3 separate regions of the Mus musculus genome follow, and all the other regions are linked to region 1. Evidence: chromatin contacts called from public Hi-C and HiCAR-type data. All regions are on one chromosome and are shown on one strand. The core of a region is the stretch at or near the end of the contact, and the rest is flanking DNA. Distances in the headings are between cores, read along the strand shown.

Region 1 (3,953 bases), core at 779-3,278:
CATTTTACTTTACATTTTTAAACTTTGTGTGTGTGTGTGTGTGTGTGTGTGTGTGTGTGTGTGTGTGTGTGTGGCACACAAGAAAATTTGTAAGAGTTAGACCTCTCTTTACATTATGTGGATTCTGGGAATCAAACCAGGCCCACTCCGCCATTTCACTAGCTACCAAGTTTCTGATGGACCTGTACAACAGATAAAGGTTTTCTATCTATATCCGTATGTATCAAAAATACAAAGAATACTCATCTCCAATACACCAAAAAGACGTCATCTGAGACCACCCTGTCCGCCATGTTCTATGTCAGAGAAGGGTAGCAACATAGCTTGGTGTGTATCTTAGTAAAGGTACTATAACACAATACCGGAGACTCTGAGGAGGGAGTTTATAACAACAGAGCTTTAGTCCTTACAATTATGGAACTTGGGATGCTCAAACCCTACTGAGGGCCCGTTCAGATGCCAATCTTCTCTGTCTGTCCTAACATGGTGAAAGAGGTAAGAAAAAGGGTGGGATCTCTTTGGTAAGTAGGCGAATCCCATTTATTACAGCCCCACACTCATCCCCCAATCATCCCCCAGCGCCCAGCCTCTGAATCTTTCATCATGAGAATTAGGTTAAACCTAGGTCTATAAATTGGAGAAGACTGAAAACAGCCTGCATCAGGCAGGACTCCCATTCTGACTCTCTTCTTCTCATTGTCAGAGCAGAAGCCATTGGAGTGGGAATGATTACCCTTTAAACGAGCTGTTAGTTTTATTCTAATCAGGGCTTTGGATGATGAAAAAAAGTCTCCTCAGAAAGGAGGCTGAGGGAAGAAGTTGGCAGAATTCCAGCAAACACAGGAATTTAAAAGAAAAAAAAAAATCTTACAACCTCAGTCTATTCGTTAGGAGGAAAGAAGATAGACTGCATTTTCAAGGCAGGGTGGCACCATTGCACAACTTGAGGTGTGGAGGTTACCATCCAGTTCGCAGTCTGCGTGAGCTGTTCTTGCTGGCATCGCACCATGCACACAACCTGTGCACCCAGACTTGGACAGATACGGTTTAGGGTTTCTAAGTGAGAAAAGCCACCTACAGTGCTTTCCACCCAGGAGTCACAATCAAAGTCAAACTTCTCACAGAATCAAGCCCTAAAGGATAACAATGTCCTGAATACGTCCAGGCTTCTATTTTACGGTTTTGCAAATGAGGCAGTTGAGTGCCTGAAATGTAATGTGTCTTGCCCAAAGTCAACAGGCCTGCGGGTAGAAATGACACACATTTTCCCTGCTTCCAACACGTGGACAAATGGGCCACTTCTCTGTCCAGGCCTTTAGCTTATCTGGATCTCAGAGTGAGTCTCCTTTGCCTTTAACATACGCATGGCTGGAGAATACAAAAGAGTTTTCCAAAGGGCCTGGCCTTTGAGCCATATGAGGACAGAACTTGCTCCCATCGTACAAGAACTTTGGGTCCAGGAAATCGAGATTTTGCCAGGCCCACTCCCAGGCCCTTCTCCAGCTGCATGCTTACAGAACAAATGTGGTTTGTCCCTGCTGGAGTTGACTGACTTAACCTGCCTTGGTTAAATATTGACTCATCAATATATTTAAAAGCCGTATAATTTACACAATAGGTCTGACACTATTCTGGACTTGTTGGTAATAATTACCTATTTGAAATCAGGCCATCCAAGGTGAGAAAAACCAATGACCATTAGCAGGAAGAATGGGAAACTTACAGGTTACTGAAGTGGGCTTTTAATTTAAGTTTTATTTTTAGCACAGTGCTGCTACTCTTCCTGATGGGAGTTTTATGTATATTTGAATGTGTGTGGTACGAGTCAAGTGGAAGGAGAGAGAAGCCTTTTTACCAAAAGCCACTGCAATGAAACCACTTTATGAACAAGCTCCCTGCCAAATTTCTTACTGAAATCAAAGACACCTTTGAGTTCATTGCCCAAGAGCAGGGCGAAAGGCACCTGTAGTCACGTCTGTTTCTCATTTGGTTCCCGTGTAACTCAGATGCCCTGTGGATTAAATGAAACCTGCTCCCGAGTTGAAATCATGTCCACCACATGTCAGCTCAGCTGGAGTTTGGAAACAGGCACTGAGAGAGTGTGCCATTCAAACAGGCAACCCTGGTTTTCCCCCCACGTGTAACCTGAACGGGAGAGTCAGTTTCTAAGAACCGAGCCCTTGCTTCTCCGTAAGGGATACTCCAGGCAGGACCCTGTTTGGACCGCCTCCCACTGAGGCTTTCCCGAGAGGAGGCCATGGCATGCAGCACACGGTGTTGATGATGCTTTGTCAGCAGCCCTTGACCTGTGCCTGAATTTGAAGCCATGTCCTGACACGGAGAAAGGAATACAACCGGAACCCACCCTCACTAGGAAGCTGTCACGGGTGACTATGCTGTGTAGATGCTGCTGTGGGCTGCTTGAGAGTGAAAAGGATTATGTTACAGTCCATTAGGCAGAATAGGACCCAGCTCTTACATGAAAATCCCAGGCCAGATTCTTCCTAAATTTAAACCCCAAGCAGCCTCTCAAATATCCATCTTAATCCCGAATCCTGAAATCTTGTCCCTTTGGTCACATTTTAAACGTTAATGTCTCATTTGACCCTTCTTTCCATGGATTCAATAAGCATGCAGCGGGTGCCCACTCAGAGCATGCCAGTGTCAGCATCCAGAAACCAGCAGGTACACTGTTTCAGAGGAGTGTCTCTTCAGCCCCGGGGGTGGGGCATGGGGGGTGGGGAGGACATTCTGGCTTTGAACTAGCTCTGTGAATGTGTGCTCCAGATAAAGTCAAGCCTCCATGTGGTATTCCAGATTTAAATGGGATAAATCGGGATGTGATAATGTGCTTCAAAAAAAGATTCAATATTTTACTTTTAAAAAAAAATCACAGAAGGATTCCCTTTTAATCTAAACTGCCTTCAGCCCTACCCACTTCTCACCAAGTATATTAGTCAGGGTTCTCTAGAGAAACAGAACTGATAGAATTATATATATGAAATATATATATATGAAATAAATACCTATATTTCATTCATATGAAATATATATATTTCAGAATCCAGGATATTTAAGAGACTACTTGGAGTTTAAACCTGGAAAGAATTTGGTCTGGAAGCTTCATATACACACACACACACACACACACACACACACACATAGAGATACAGAGAGAGAGAGAGAGATTTTTATTAGAGTGGTTTACAGGCTGTGGTCCAGCTGTCCAACAATGGCTGTCCAACAACAGAAAGTCCAAGAATACAGTAACTGTTCCATCTTAGGTGATCTTCAGGAGACGCTGGAATCCTGAAGAAGTAGGCTCTAATGACAGCAAAAGAGTGGACTTGCTAAGCAAGGTAAGGGCAAATAGGCAAAGAAAGCAAGTGCCCATCTTCATGTCCTTTGTATGGGTTGCCACCAGGTATGGCCCAGATTAAAGGTGGCAACACTTCAAAAGATCTGAATTAAAGTCGTCTTCCCACTCCAAATGATTTAATTAAAAAAAAAAAAAAAGTCCCCACAGGTGTACATAGCCAGTTGGGCTTTACTTAATCCTGGATATCAAGTTGACAAACAAGAATAGCCATCACACTAAGTAATTTTATGTAAATTCTCAATATCCCATTTATTCTTAAATGAAGTAACCCTGCACCATATGCCAGTTCCCCCTGGGAGAAGGAGAGAGCATACAGGAAGAGCCTCAAGATGGCACCATCCTTTCCCACCCAAAACAGGACCAGCTCTGGGAGATGGCCCAGCAGGAGACCACAGGCAGGCTGGAAAGAGTCCAAGGACTTTGCTACTAATGGCTTGCTCAGAACTGCTGTGCAACCCCTTCCTTAAAGAGCTGAATCCAGGGCAAAGAAGATCTAGAAAACTGGTTCTCAACCTGTGGGTCACGAGTCCCTTGGGGGCTGCCTAAGACCGTAAGAAAACACAGATATTTACAT
Region 2 (3,953 bases), core at 1,029-3,528, 380 kb before region 1:
GGAACAGTCTAAGCTTTCTCTTTTCCACTTCTTCCTCTGACACTTTTGCTGTTCTGACATTGTAGGCACAGAGATTATTGGTGAGTCCAACAGACAAGCATGCACATGGGAATGGATATGCCAAAGCTGTGTCTGTTGTGTTGTTATAATTAAAGCACAAGAACCTAGATGTTAAATATAACGCAGTTCCTGGAATTCCTTCACAGCCCACCTTCCAGTGTTTGTCAGAAATAACACCTTCACCACCAGAGGCCATAGGGCAAGGCATCTGGATGGCTTTGGCATCTAGGTTAGGATTAAGGGGTACTTGGTGGTCAGTCCTTGATCTTCATAGATCTTTGCCAGAGCAAAACATAAAGGTTCCTAAAAACAAGAATCATGGCATATCTTTTGGCTCTCAGGTCTCTAAAGTGGCACTGGGAAATAACAGATATTCTTCCCCGCGAAAGTCTTTGACTTAGTCATGGTTTTCATAAATGACTAGAGACCACAGTGACTGTCAACAGCAGTACCTCAAAGTGTGCGAAAGGTATTTACTGATCATATATGATGATAAACAACTCTGCTTTCATGACAGGGAAAACAGACAGCACAGATGTGAATAAAGGCTACCCAGTGCCAAAAGAAGGCTACAAGGAAGTACACAGAGCTTAAAAATTCATTTTTTAAAAAATCTACAGAGATGCATAAAGTGTCCAAGATTCTCCTAGACTAGGAGGATGCAGGCATCTAAGAAAGACTGTGGAGACATCTGAACTGCATGATGCTACATCTGGGAAGCCGAATTTACAGTAGGCTGATTGAGGATGGAGAACTTTGACAAGGAACAATGTTCACAGGGCACATACAATTGTCTGGGAGATAGAGCATGGTGTGTTCCAAAGCAGATGGGTGAGTTCCACTTTTGGTAGGTGGAGTGGAATTTGATAAACTACGTGGAGTCTTAAGCCCCAAATGGCCAATATAGGAGAATACTGAAATCCACCTTTAAGGGATTCATTATTGGGAGAAGAATGTAGATGTGATCTCCTGTCGCCCCAGCAAAGCAGCCAACAACACATGGCCTGTCAGACTAAAGCCGAGGCGAAAGCTTCTACACACAGGCCATTTCCACACAGCGGTCACTCAAGCAATGCAGCTTGTTTGTGAGGCGAACTCCTTTGTCTAAAGGTATGGTGATTGAATGTATGTCTCTCCTCTTTCCTCTCATCTCTGCTGTGCTCCTTACACACACACACACACACACACACACACACACACGCACACGCACACGCACACGCACACGCACATGCACACACACGAGTGATGGTCAATGGAAAACAGACCTGCCTTTGTTCAGTTCACACAGAGTTTCCTGGGCAGTTATGACTCTGAAAACCGTCTGTATCATACTTTAGAATGGCAAATCTACCCACAATTCTCTTGTCTTGAAATTACTGTTTATTCACCGCATATCATTTTCTTGTGACTACTTTTGAATACTGAAAACTCCTTACATGTGTCAAAAATCTGCCCCGAGAGGTATATTACAGTCATGGCTGGCAACGTCACCCACCTAGATTCCAAGTGTGGGAGTTCTTTTGAAAGCCGTGATGGCTATTCTTGGTTGTCAACTAGACTACCTGTGGAGTTAGCTAAAACCCGAGTGGCCGGGTACACCTTGATTTTGTTTTTGTATTTCTTTTTCTTAATTAAATCATTTGAAGTGGAAAGACACACATCTAATTTGGATTTTTTTTTTTTTTTTGAGGTGGGAAAATCCACCTTTAATCTGGGCCACACCTGCTGGTGACAGCCTCTATAAAGGACATTGAAGAAGGAAGATTTTGCTCTTTGCCTGCTTGACCTGGATTCCACTGGCAACTTCATTCCAACATTATTTATCTCTAGCTATACAGACAATATGACGTCTCAGAAAGGGATGAGCCTATGAACCCAAGTCACTCTTCTGCTATTAGTTTTGTTTGCTTGACCTTTCGGTCAGGAGTAGGGGTAAGATGATTGTAGTTTGAGTGCTTACGTTGCTAGGCAGCAACAAGACTCCAAGTCTATGAATCCTGACCTTTGCTCGGGATTGCTAGATCTCCTGGAAAAAAATCCAAACTTAAATGTAAAAATCTTTGGTTTTCTTTTAATGTTGGGAATCTCGATTTCCAGTGACATTCAACAGCACTCGCGGAGACACAAAATAACTTCCAACATTAGGCTCTGGGAAGCCACAGCTGGCCACCAGCAATCACCATGTAAGTAGGTCACACGGAGCTGTGTGTTCAACAGATGTTGACAGGTGCTTGCAGCTACAACAGAAAGCCCACGTGCACCTCGGAAGTACATTCATGGGCAGGAACAAAAGATACTCGGCTACGCTTTTCCTTGCAGAGGCGCAGGGCTCCTGGGAACGCTCAGAGACCTGTAATTTCCAACCTGGGTGGTCAAAAGATCTCAGACAGTTTATGCTCTGCTATGTACCTTCAGACTTTGAGTGTCCACAGCCCAGGAAGCAGCTGTTGTTAGATTACAGCTCGACTTCGAGGAATCTGAAAGTGCCTGGGAGTTATCCATAACCCAGAGATGCAGAGACGACACCATTCCCTCACTGCTTTAGAAGGGAGAAGTTGGCAGTGGCCCAACAGTGAAACCTGGGCACAGAAGGAAGGCTGTTCTGAGAGGCAGAGAGACACGGATAGGGTGGGGCCCACAGATAATTAAGGCACCGAAGATGAAGCCCAATAATAATAATGATGCTAATCACAGCTCCATTTATTGACCACTGGCTCTGAGCCAGATCCTGTGAGCACAGCTCGCTCTCCTGGCATGATCTCATTTAATTCCTATAGAGGCTCCAGAAGGACTAAGTCATTTGCACAAGGTCACCCAGTCAGTGGGAGAGCACATGAGCAGAGTCCAATGTGGCTGACTGCAAACCCAAGGGAAGGGCTGGTGGCCAGTGGGAATTTGGAGAGAGACAGAGGTTTGACCAAGTGGCTACTCCTGGTTTGCCAGACAGGGGAAGCAGGCTGTGTGCTTTCATAGCTTTTACCTGTCTTTTCTTCCCGGCCACAAAAAGATCATCGTAACTTCAACTTCATGGCTGTTCTCTTCCTAAAACTCCCATAGTTTGTTGTCCTAAGAAAGTAACATTGGGGGAAACTTGAAAACCCAATTTTCTTGCCTGTTTCTGCAGACCTACGAGGCAGCATTTTATTACGTGTGGATCTACTGACATGATTCCAATCATAATAAAAGAGCCACGGACCATAGAATGACCTGATTTTTCTGAAAAGCTTTTGCTGATACAGTAACTGATTTTATTTTCCTATTAAAAGTGAAATTGAAAGACCCCTTTAGCAGCTGACTGCATGAACGACCACCTCCCAAGTCCTTCTCAACAGCCATATTGTTCAGAGAAAACAGAGCCCTCAATGACTGCGAATGAACCCAAAAGTCAGGCCTGGAGTCTAATGGCATATTAAATTATTTGACATTGTCAAGGTCACCACTCTCTGCCATGGAATCAATCTTTCCCTCAATCAGAAAAAGCATAAAGGCTTGCAAGCTCTCTTGAGACAACAGTTACAGGGGTAAAGGAGTGAGAAGACAGATGATTTATCTTTATGTTCATTTCTTAGATGAAAATTTCTACACACCTTGCTACTATAAATCCGCAGGGAAGACAGAGGAAGGGAAGGCTTTGAGGTGGCAGAAGGGAATGGGGTTTACTGGGTAAAGACAGCTTAGCTACAGAAGACAGTAAAATATTCAGCAAGTCCAAGGATATTTATCATTAGACCCACAATTAGCCCCCACACGTACGGCTTTGATTTTAAATATGGATGTGGATTCTCAGAATGGGTTCCTAAGCATGCACGTACACGTGGAGTTTGGATACACAGATACTTAAGAGCCTTGGGTTTATATTTTGGCTGGTTACTTGTGAGGGACAGTCTCACTAT
Region 3 (3,953 bases), core at 477-2,976, 310 kb before region 1:
CATGATCATTATGTCTCTTCCCAGCAACAGAACACTAACTAGAACAGACATGCTGACTTGGTGTCCTTGGGGTAAATAACTAAGAGTGATATAACATAAATGATTAAGTAGTAGGGTGTATTTCTAGTTTTCTTAAGTGACATCTACACTGATTTCTGTAGAGATCTGACTAGATTGCATTCCCACCAGCGGTGAACAAGGGTTCCCTCCTGCTGTTTGTCTTTTTCCAAAGGGGGGTTGTGTTTTCTTTATAGCTGAGCACTGGTTTCCCTCTTCCAAAACTGGCTATATGTTCCAGGGCAGAGAGCTTTCTCTCTGCCCTGGAGAGAAACTCTGAAAGAAATTGCCTCAGAGTTCAGCTCAGAGGACAGCATTGCTACACTAAGCAGTCCAGATCGAAAGAACTTTCGCATTGTTTCAGTAGAACCAATGTCCTCTTTTCCCTGACCTTGGCCACCTGTGTGCTGGAGCACCTAATGTGGGAGAATTAGTGGATGGATTGTCCCATGGCAGAACTGCCCGGGGAGAATCTAAAATATACAGCAAACCTCTGACAGACCACAGCCACCTGAGAATGAGTTTATTACTGTCTTCAACTAGGTCCAACTTAACTCTTTCCTTGTCTCTTCATCTTTATTTTGAGGCCATCTTGAAGGCTACGCTCTGCCTCTAAAATCAGCACCAAACCAAGTTCCTCATTCTAAACCACCCAATCCGGCCATCTTTAGCACTTGGTCCCTATTTTATACTCCTCAGTTTTATTATGGTTCAGCCCATCATTGCTGATAATTTGGGATAGACACATGCAGTAGCAACCCAGAGGAAGGCTTAGTGGGAAGACCTAACCCTACCTACCGTAGGCCCTTCTCCTGGCCCTGGGCCTGCTTCATTAATTGCACAACTGGGCACCATGAGAAACACATGACTGCCATCGACATAGACAAAGAAGGAAAATATGAGCCATCCATTTGGCAATAATGTTGGCATCTTCCTCCCTTCACGCTGCCAAGGCCTGACCAGAAAGATCTTGGCCAGCTTACTGCCTGGTGTAGTCAGTCTAGACACAGGGTGGCTCAGGTCATGGTATGTAGAGCAGCTGTGGTGAATTCTATACATACAAGTAAAGACAGATAAAGGTTCCTGCTTCCTGTCTCCTGTGGAGACACAAACTAGAGTGAAGTTTAAACTGATGGAATTAACCCCTCATGGACTTAGAAAAGTTTTATATTTTTTAAACTTATAATTTGCCTCAGAATAGATATTATATTTTGATTTTCTTTAGAGTTTCATTAATATAAGAAAAATAGATTGTTTACTGTCCACATAAACCATGTACAGTCCTTTTGAATAAGGAAAGTAGACAAATATGCAAATAAATGTTAAGTAAATATAGAAAGATGTGTGTTATGTTTGCAAGGAAACCATGTCCTTGGTCTCTATAGAATGTCAGTCCAGTGGCCCAATTTTGAAAGTAGCTTAAGGAAACAAAGATCACACATACCTACTAGTCTCATTTGTCCTCTCCCCGAATTTAGCCTTCAAGTTAAATGTTATTTCCCTTATTCTGTAAATGAGGAAACGGAGGCTGCCCGAGGGTTGTTCTAGGTCACAATGAGTAAGTGACTGAGTTAAGGATTGACCAGACTCTGCCAGACACCAAAAGCTCATTGCTGTCAGGTTGTCACTAATTTGAGCAACTGTCTTCTCCCTGAAGTGTACACCCAGGGACATTTAACAACATTCCAAGATGAGGTCATCAGGGAGAGCTTGGTCAAGTTACCATTGAAGAAGTCCTCTCATCCATTTCCCAGAAATCCAAGTTGAAAGGTGAGTTTTGTAATTGCTTCCCATTTAATAGATGATTTATTTTAAGTGCCTAGTCTGGTGATGCAACAAGTAGGGGTGGGCTTGGTTTGAAGAGTTTCTGATATTCTAGGATGTGCTTTCACTTCAGTGCATGGTGAGTCTCCCAGAAAATTCCTCAAGATAGTCAGCCACATATCCATAAATGTATATGTGAGCACACCTATAGGAACACAAGGTACACAGCAAGGCATGAGCTAGGTCTGAAGTGTTTCTGATCTTCTGGGAACTATTATTCACTTTCTTGAGCTTTGATTCTTCAAGGAAGCTCCTAAAGAGGGTTAGTCAAATGGTCATAAATGCACACTTGCTCATGTACATATATACTGGAACTCAAGGTATGTGAGGAACATATGAGCCTGTCAGTTCATGCATATATAGGGCATAAGCACACATGTATAGGGTCAAATAGGGAATGTGCATACACACATGTATGCACATGTGTAGAACTATGTATTTAGGAACAAATGACACAGGTACACATGCATTTAGGAACATATGGGAATATGCACATATGTAAACGGGAGAAATAGGTGTGTGTATATGTGCATACAGGAACAGATAGCTTTCAGTTATATCACAGAATGCTATTTGGACAGTAAACAGAGCAGGGACTACTAAGAAGAATGATCCTTCCATCTTGGGGGCTGGTAGTTGGAGGTACAGAAATTAATTCACACAGAATAGATTAAGAAGAGGGAGGGCAGAGTTTACCTAGGGCGCAGTCAGAGTACTGTAACTCATTCACCAGCCAGAAACAAAGAAGTCTATTACCAAACTGGGGTGTGTAGGTGGTAATGGAAGGATAGAGGGTTTTGTTGGGACTTTTCAGCTAATAGACAAGTCACTTTTTTCCTCACGGCAGCTAAAGATACCAGGAATTTCTTAAGAGGAGGGTTGGTAGTAGTTGTATTTTCTGGGGGCTCTACTCAGATAAAAATATTTCATGAGAGGCTGGAATCTGGTCCAGTCAGTGGAGTACCTGCCAAATGAGAAATTAAGACATGAATTTGTGTCTGTGATATCCATTGAAAACCTAGACAAGCTTATACATGCCTATGACCTTAGCATTGGGGTCATGGAGATAGGTGGATTCCCAGGCAGTCACTGAGTTCTGGATTCAGTGAGACACCCTGTCTCAGAGATAAGATGGAGAGTGATAATGGGAAACCGTCAGTGCCAACCTATGACCTCTGCATGGACGTGTGCACCTGCACTCACACATGCACATGCACACATATACACACTAAACACATATTAGATAAAATATCTAATGACATTTCTTTGTGCCTCACCTTTAGCTCAAATATTTTTATTTTAAAAGTATTATTTATATCAAGTCTCACTAGATTCTCTTATTTTGCCTGTTTGAAATTATTTTAGAAGTTTTATCAAAAAGGAGGGCCAAAGGGGGAGGGGAGGGAGATGAAAAAGAGAAAGAGGAGGCATCAGTGGGTGTGGATTGGCTTATCACTACAAAGAGAGATTTATGATGTTCTGAGATAAGGCCTCTTCTCCAAAGGAAGAGAAAACAGAGATTACAAATGTGTGCAGGCTGGATCTATTTGATGAGTATGGAGAGAAGTGAGTGAAGAAAGTTCTAGACTTTGGTATGAAAATGTTTGAGTGAGGAGGGCAGAAAAAATGTCCCAGTTGTGATTGTTTGCAGGATGACACTGCAATGATGCAGGTTAACTCAGTCTTCTGAGTGTCTCACACTACTGGTGATCTTCTATTGGGCTGGATGGATCATAAGGACAGTGACAAGTTTCTAGGCAATTCTACACTCTGCAAAAACTTTTGTTTATTATTACACATTACATATATTTGGATATTTATATATTTACATATATTATATTATATTGTGTGCATATATAATTATTGAATATTATATAAATTATATGTACACAGGCAATATCTGTTCTTATTACATGTTTCCCTTCCCTTAGTTCTTTTTTAAATGCCTGCACACATCTTAAGACGATCAGAGCTTAGCATGTCAGATCATATACTTCTGTTTCTGTCCATACATCATGGGTAAGAAAGATGGTTACTTTAGTTTTTCAGAGAATGTAATGGCAGCCTCAGTA

Evidence for each region. Hi-C and Micro-C count contacts between places; a contact is called where the count stands out from the background. HiCAR-type assays count read pairs that join an accessible place to other places.
Region 2: a contact with region 1 is called in a Hi-C map of liver, with 2.3 times the contacts expected there. The contact joins two enhancer-like sites. A contact is called at or near these places in 2 of 484 Hi-C or Micro-C datasets (embryonic stem cells and liver) and 1 of 115 datasets of contacts at active chromatin or transcription factors (a beta-TC-6 cell line).
Region 3: a HiCAR-type map of kidney shows a contact between it and region 1, with 2.6 times the contacts expected there. The contact joins two enhancer-like sites. A contact is called at or near these places in 2 of 484 Hi-C or Micro-C datasets (both in liver) and 1 of 115 datasets of contacts at active chromatin or transcription factors (kidney).

What each region holds. Positions count from the first base shown.
Region 1 is chr13:101,214,151-101,218,103 of GRCm38.p6, reverse strand. No RefSeq gene overlaps it. Among named protein-coding and RNA genes, the nearest start is that of 5930438M14Rik, 16 kb to the left of the region's middle. Within about 2 kb of position 2,028, at least 38 of the 459 cell types and tissues checked have an H3K27ac peak or open chromatin away from gene starts, as enhancers often do. A contact at or near this core is called in kidney and liver, where this site is marked.
Region 2 is chr13:101,596,351-101,600,303 of GRCm38.p6, reverse strand. All of the region lies in intron 1 of Gm36553 (a long non-coding RNA gene), which reads right to left. Among named protein-coding and RNA genes, the nearest start is that of Gm36553, 8.5 kb to the right of the region's middle. Within about 2 kb of position 2,278, at least 18 of the 459 cell types and tissues checked have an H3K27ac peak or open chromatin away from gene starts, as enhancers often do. A contact at or near this core is called in liver, where this site is marked.
Region 3 is chr13:101,521,429-101,525,381 of GRCm38.p6, reverse strand. No RefSeq gene overlaps it. Among named protein-coding and RNA genes, the nearest start is that of Gm36475, 17 kb to the left of the region's middle. Within about 2 kb of position 1,726, at least 27 of the 459 cell types and tissues checked have an H3K27ac peak or open chromatin away from gene starts, as enhancers often do. A contact at or near this core is called in kidney and liver, where this site is marked.